2 separate regions of the Oryzias latipes genome follow, and region 2 is linked to region 1. The links are chromatin contacts, called in public Hi-C maps. All regions are on one chromosome and are shown on one strand. Each heading gives the region's core, a stretch centred on a gene start, on an enhancer-like site or on the middle of the called end of the contact. The rest is flanking DNA. Distances are from core to core; before and after follow the strand shown.

The links. A called contact is a pair of places that touch in the nucleus more often than the background predicts.
Region 2: a Hi-C map of embryo shows a contact between it and region 1, with 2.5 times the contacts expected there. The contact joins the promoter of LOC101164317 here to the promoter of fbxl17 in region 1. A contact is called at or near these places in 2 of 5 Hi-C or Micro-C datasets (embryo and fibroblasts).

What each region holds. Positions count from the first base shown.
Region 1 is chr9:7,789,766-7,793,557 of ASM223467v1, reverse strand. fbxl17 (F-box/LRR-repeat protein 17) reads right to left here and starts at 2,474. Exons shown (of 11, transcript XM_004072302.4): 1 at 2,278-2,474; 2 at 364-866; 3 at 1-61. The coding sequence starts at 846.
Region 2 is chr9:8,385,165-8,388,599 of ASM223467v1, reverse strand. It overlaps LOC101164317 (cyclic AMP-responsive element-binding protein 3-like protein 3), which reads left to right and starts at 2,176. Exons shown (of 10, transcript XM_004072304.3): 1 at 2,176-2,308; 2 at 3,372-3,435. The coding sequence starts at 3,372. nim1k (serine/threonine-protein kinase NIM1) reads left to right here. Exons shown (of 8, transcript XM_020705799.2): 8 at 523-2,003. The coding sequence ends at 1,281.

The DNA.
Region 1 (3,792 bases), core at 1,225-3,724:
CACAGCGCGGCTGCTTGCAAGGGGTGCACCTGTGCACCTCGGAGCACTTCCTCTTACACACCTGCAGGCAGAAACACACAATCATGTAAAGGTGTGCTTTTCAACCAAAACACACCAGGCTCACATTCAGCTGATTATCTTATTTATTCACTGATGAAAATGTCTTCCACTTCTGACCATCTAAAGTTATATCTAACCAGCCTTCTTTCAAGCCCAAACACAAACCTCTCTTTTAAATAAATGATCAAAATATGAATATTTACTCCTCCAAGAGTAACCAGCTGAAGGCACCATGAAGCAAAACAATTTGACCCATCACCACAGATTCCTGCTGCACCTTTTCAATGTGAGGTTAGTGCCTACCATCTCAGTGTAGTCGACGGTGCAGTTGGGTATAGGCACAGGAACGGGCACAGTCACAGACACACCAGCCGTTCGGAAAAGAGCCGGCGCTGGAATCAGTTTGGCAGGAACGGCGGATAAAATGCCCCTCCCCTGGCCCTCCCAGATCCCCAGCTCCCTTGGGGACAACAGGTACTTGGAGCACTCCTCAGGTGAGGCGATTGTTGCGTATCGCTCGGCGAGTTTTGAGGCAGCTGCTGGTCCGAGGCCGACGCCCCCAATGTGCGCGACACTGATTCCGGTGATTGTGTTGTGGCAACACCCGTTCACGCCGGCCTCCAGATGGTCACCGTCGTCGTCCAGACCACTGCTATTGCTGTGGACGAGGAAACAGAGCATGCACGGGCCCTGCAGGAAACAGTTCCTCTTCTTCTTCTTCTTGTGCTGCAACTTGCGGGTCCTCTTCTTCAGGCGTAAACCATTTTTCGAGAAAAGATGGCCCATATAGAAGATTCAAGGTAACTCTTGGAGAAAGAAAAAGAAACAGAAGGGAATCTTACATTTGAATAACATTTATGAGAGAAAAAAAAAAGAGTTAATTAAGTACTAAAAGTGTTTAATCATTCCTCTTGAATCTTTAGACAAAAACTTTTCAGGGTTACTTCAAAAATATTGACATTGGCAATAAAAAAAGCAAAGTTAAGTTAACATTTATGTCAGCAGAGGATTTCATGTTTAACTTGAGAAAGAGGTTGACAGTAACCTGGAAATAAATGACAAGCCAACTGATTGACCCAGAAGAACTCTGCATTCAGGCTAAAATATAGGCTTGGTTAATTGGTCCAGTCATGTGACAGAACTGAGTAGTAAATCATTCCATTCACAATTACAGGTTGTGTATAACTATCACAGAAAAATGGAATTAAACATTATACAACTTTTTAGAGCTTATTAGAGGCCACGTAGAAAGTTTGGTTTTACTGGGAATCTTCCACGAATGAATGTGGAAAACATCAAATAAAAGAAACTCTGGAAATAAGATCTTTTCCAAATGAAATTCCTTTTATAAACAATTTTTTTTATTTTAACATAAAATGAATGTTTTTTTTAATCAGTTTTTAAAAATTGGACTGTGGTTGTACAAAGCCTGAAGAACACCAATTAAAAAGGCTGTGAAACAAACAGCACTCCCTTACCTCTGAAACATTGCTTCTCTCCATCTATTCACCACAGCCCATAATAACATGACTGCTTTGGCCAATTTTATAAGAGTATATTTTATTGCTGCTTTGATGTTTGTTTTCAACTATGTCACTATTTTATTTAAAGCGACCTTGAGTTTCAAGAAAGACAATTTATTATTATTATTATTATTATTATTATTATTATTATTATTATTATTATTACTGTGTATTAAAGCTAAATATTGCATACAATGTTTGATTACACACAAGATTAAGGTTTCCATAAATAAACGGCTTTTTTCCTGTAAACTGCTAAGTTCTTCCAATGAACAAAAATGAAAAGGGAAATCCTTAATTGACTTATCAATCAGGTTTTTCTCAACTTTTGACATTGACTGCAACTTTTGTGAGTCAAAGTTAATGTGATAGAAATTGGCCATCGGTTTTAATGCCTAAACTGCTCGTCCTCCTTGTCGAATCTGTAAACAACGAGAGCTCCATCCATGCATCTGCTGCTCTCGACTGCTGCAAACACAAAGATGTAGACACTGAACAGGTGGTCGGGTTTTACCACACACAAACAAAGCAGCCAAACGCTTATCCCACACTTTGCAAAATGATAAATATCCGCTCACAGTTTCAAACTCCTTTGGAGACAACAGCTAGGAGCCCTCTGAGAGGCTAACCTGCTCCTCCATCATCAGACAGATGCTAAGCTAGCTGTTCTCCTCCAACATGGAGCAGCTCTCACCACTTGACACGCTGCTCCCTCCGTCCGGACGCTCTTCACATAATACTGCGCGGGTTGACGGTAGCGGTGAGCGCTGACACGGAGAAAGGCGGCCGCAAACACACAACCGCCGAAGCGTCTGTTCAGACTCCAGCAGCTTGGCTCTGCTGCACTTGAGCACAACACTTCCGCAGCGAAGGGGGGCAGAGCTACAGAAGCCGGCGAGGACAATTTCGACAGCAAACTTGCTTAATAACAGGTAGAAGAATCCCAGACGACTGATGATCAGATGATTAAGAGGGTGACATTTTTCCATCACCTGTAGATTTGTATTTATTACTCGTTTAATCCTGGGAGTAATTTTATTGTTTCAAGAAAAATATCACGCAGAGAGTATGCAAATTGGACTTTGAATACACAAAGTAAATATAAAATGTGAGAGACCGGGATTTAATCGGATACAATAAAAATTTCATAGGATGCAAAAAATCATCCTGAAGATACCAAAAAGGAACCAACCAAATAAAGATGTATTTTTGTTGTATTACTCCTGTCCAGCTGCTTCTGTGTTGGACAGTTAACAATCTGGTTCATGCATGTTGTTTACATGGAAGGTGCACGTCAATATAAACCTCTTTTATATTCGAAGAAATGTCTTTTGTTTTAGGCTCTAGACCTTAAGAAAAAGAATTTGATGCTAAACGATGGTGAAGAATATGTATAGAGAGAAATCGTTGGAGAAATAAAAGAACAGAAAAACATTTACCTGGAGAAAGAAATGAGAGAAGTAAATAGAAAAATGACACACAACCAAAGATGAGCAAGGATTAACAAATGTCAGTTATACAAAATTGTGCTTTTGTTATCCACACACAACATACATATCCACTCTAAATTGTGCCAGATGAAAAAAGCATTTTTACACAAAAAAATATGAAGAAAAAAGACAAACAAAATGGTGATACAGAAAGAGAAACATAAAAACACCTTCTTCAAACTCAACAAACTATAACAAGTGGGAAAAAAAACATTTCATATTTAAAAATAGAAACAAAACCTTCATGCAAAAATCTATAACTAAAGTATACATAAAACACGCATTGCCCTCAACCCCCCACCAACTCCCATTGTGAAACATTAAATAGCTTAAATAAGAACAGGAATAGAAATGTGGTTTAATGAAGGCATTACAGGGCTGCACGGTGGTGCAGTGGTTAGCGCTCTTGCCTCACAGCAAGAAGGCCCCCAGTTTTAGTCCTGGCTGTGGGACCTGAAACACAACACCAATGGGGACCTTTCTGTGCTTCATAGGTTAACTGGTTACTCTAAATTGTCCATAGGTGTCATTGTTTGTGTGTATGGGTGTGTGATCTGTGACCCTGCGACAGACTGCCAACCTGTCCAGGATGTCCCCTGCCTTTGCCCAAAAGTGGCCAGAAACGAATAACATCTGTTGATTTCCTGATCTCTGTTGTTTTTCTAAAATGAAATTGTTGTATTTTGTGTGTCATACACTTTTTGCTCTACTTGTAAAAA
Region 2 (3,435 bases), core at 927-3,426, 600 kb before region 1:
ACACCAACAGTCCCACCCGCAACTCTTATGTCGGATGAACTACTGCAGCTCTGCAGAAATTATGTCCTAGAAAACAACACAGTTTGTTTTTATTGCCTAAAATTTGCGTTATGACTGTTTAAGAACCACTGGGAACTTTTTAAATGGGTCAAAACATGATTGACGTGGGACTTTAATGTTTAGTACTCAGTGCAGTTCTCACCACCACCAGGAGTTATTTTAGTAGTAGAAAAAAATCTCAATAATGATAATTTGATGATCAGACTTTGTTTTTTTGTTTTGTTGTTGAAGTCTCTGCATTCACATGCTTTAAATTTAGCATATTGTAAAATGTTTGTTAAACCTGTTCTTGAAGGCAGTTCTTACAATCTAGATGTTTGTCTTCACAGTTTTTCCGGGCTCTTTATCTTGCGGTTGAATTTACCTTAAGACTTTTTTTTCTATGCTGTTACTTGAAGTGACTGCATCACGTGTTGAGAGGATAAAGTTGTTAGATGCTTTTTTTTGCTATATCTCCAACAGCATGAAAACAACATCATCCATCGAGACTTGAAGGCAGAAAATATCTTCTACACCAGCACCTCTTGTGTCAAGGTCGGGGATTTCGGATTTAGCACTTTGAGCCACCGTGATGAGACTCTCAATACATTCTGTGGCTCTCCGCCTTATGCTGCTCCAGAACTCTTTCGGGACGAGCATTACATTGGGGCCTTCGTAGACATCTGGGCTCTCGGGGTGTTGCTGTTCTTTATGGTGACGGGTACCATGCCATTCAGGGCAGAAACTGTGGTCAAACTGAAGAGGTGCATCATGGATGGGGCTTACATTATGCCCACTTGGGTACCGGAGGCGTGCCAGAGGTTGATCAGGGGAATCCTTCAGCCCGTTCCATCTGACCGCTGTACTGTGGAACAGATGATGAGCAGTGAGTGGCTGCTCCCTGTCGACTTTCCACGTTCCTTAGATCCATTCAGCCTAGACCCAACCCATCTAGCAGAGAGTGATCCGTCTGAATTGCGGGAGGAGGAGCTGGAGATAAAGACAGCACTGGAAGCATTGGGAATCACGTCGGAGCACATCCTGAACAACCAGGGGAAAGACTGTCGAAGTTCCATCACTGGGGTCTACAGGATCCTGCTTCACCGCGTTCACAGGAGACGCGCTGTTGACATTGTGCCTGCTGTCACGCGGAAGGTTGCTCCAATTACAGCAAGCAAAAAAGAAAGACTGAAGGTGTACAGAAGTTTACGGCACACATCAAAGCTCTGTATCATTCTGTGACAATTATGTAGCACTTTATTCTTGAAGTTCATTGACTTGACAAAATAGCACAGCTATCTTAAAAAAATAAAAAGTGCTTTTATTGACAGCTAAGAATTGACTTAGTTTGACATAAGTCACATTCACCGCATAAAACTTGTTATTTCTGATGCTAGTAAGTGCTATTGATGTTTTCTTATCCTAAATGTGCTGTATTTAGGTAAACATGGTGATAGCATACATAAAACATAATTTAATGCTGATTAAAATTTTCTAGAAGTTATTTGTTATGTCCTCAGGTTTGCTGTTATAACAAGATATAAAATAAACCAAGTAGAAATTAAGGAAATATAATTTCCTCATAAAGTGTAAGACAAAAGTTAATTTATAGTCTGTGCAGAATGTGACTTGATTACTTACTTGCAATTTTCCGATATGCCTTAGTTTTGTATACATTCTGTTCATGAATATTTGTGTTAAAACTAAAGACTTTAAACTTTATGTAATGGCAAATGTCTTTACAAGATGTTATTGCTGTGTCTTTGGTTTCCTTTGTACGTGATATTGTTTTGGCATTGCAAGCCTAATTAGAAAACAGTTTTAATAATCTACTACTAGCAAATAAATTTCTTAATTTATTAGACTTTTTTTTCTTATTCAATAATTTCTTTTTTTTACATTATTCATTGACATTTACATCCTAATGTACTGACTGAAATAAATAACAGAACAAGTCTTGGCAGACTCGAGACTTTGTATTTAATAATAAAATTTAAATTAAGTGATATAAACTAACGCGGTGTGATAATGTGCGGAAAACGCATGTATGGTTAGTTTTGAACTACATTTCCCAGAGACGTTCCCAAACGACCACGTCTTCAAGATCACTTCCGCTTTTGCGTGATGACGCATTTTTTGCCTTGTTGGAAGGTGGTTTCGGGAGGAAATGCATTGACCGAAGACGCTAGCAAAAGAGAATAGCTGCCTGCAGAACCTTGTATACGTCCGGAAGCTGTTAGTCGAGTCGAGTTTGTCTCTAATAAAAACGGTAAGACTTATTGCTTTTTCGGGACAAACATTTTTTTTAGGTTTAAGTTTTGTAGTTATTGTAACTCGAGGTGCCACGCCCTCAGTTAGTATCTTGTGATTATTATGAAGATTAAGAACGAAGAACACTCTCGTTGTTGGTCTCGTAACGTGTTTTCTGCACTCAATCTTAAAGAAAGCCTTTTGGAGGCATTCAATCCACTATCTTACAAATATTTTGTTTGTATTCAGCAAATAATTTTACAGATACAACTCTGGCATTAGGTTTTGCTCTAGTAGTTCATTTTCATTTTAAGTAGTAAAAAAATCTCTGCATCCGAACTAAGCTCTTGCTTTGACATTTAAGGATATGAATAAATTAATGCAAAAACATTCTTGAAATCTAAACGCTATTTATTTGTTTTGAAAATTAAAATAACACCAAACCCACTGACAGAGGAAGGGGGGAGGGGCACAACACAGGATGAGATCATCATGGGACTGTAGTGGTGATGCAATACCCGGATGTAAACATACTAAACAAAAGAGTTGTCCGCGTGGACAAATTTACTTTTGTGCAATCCCGGAAATAGGTGCTCCTTATTTGTCAAGACCGTAATCTAAACACGGGTTGTGTAAATAAAAAGACGTAGAGAGCATGCGTCAAAGCCTCGTTGTTCAACAGCAGGAGCATGGCCGTCAATCAATGAAGACGTTCGAGGAAAAATGAAGTACATTCAAATCCCAATAATTATTGTTGTTACAAGAATGGGTTGATTATCATCTTTTTAATTCGCAAAATGTTTGATCACAAAGTGCAGAAAGGTTGGGCAAAATAGATCAAATATTACCATGAGTGCTGTGACCTTCTGGTACTAAGTGACATCAATAAACGCTTAATGTCTGATAGGCTAATCTTAATCTACATAATCTGCAAGTTTTCAATTTACAGAATTGTTAAATTGTGATGCAAGTCGCGTTTTGGCTTTAGTCATTACAGAAAAACAAAGGGTTGCAGAATGGATTTATTTATTAACTGATTATTTATACTAATGGTTACAATCTGTGTCTTCGTTTTCTAATAGATGTCAGTCCCTGAAGAGCTTTCAGACATGGATGAAGCAGATCTGTTGGGTCTGCTGCTCCAGA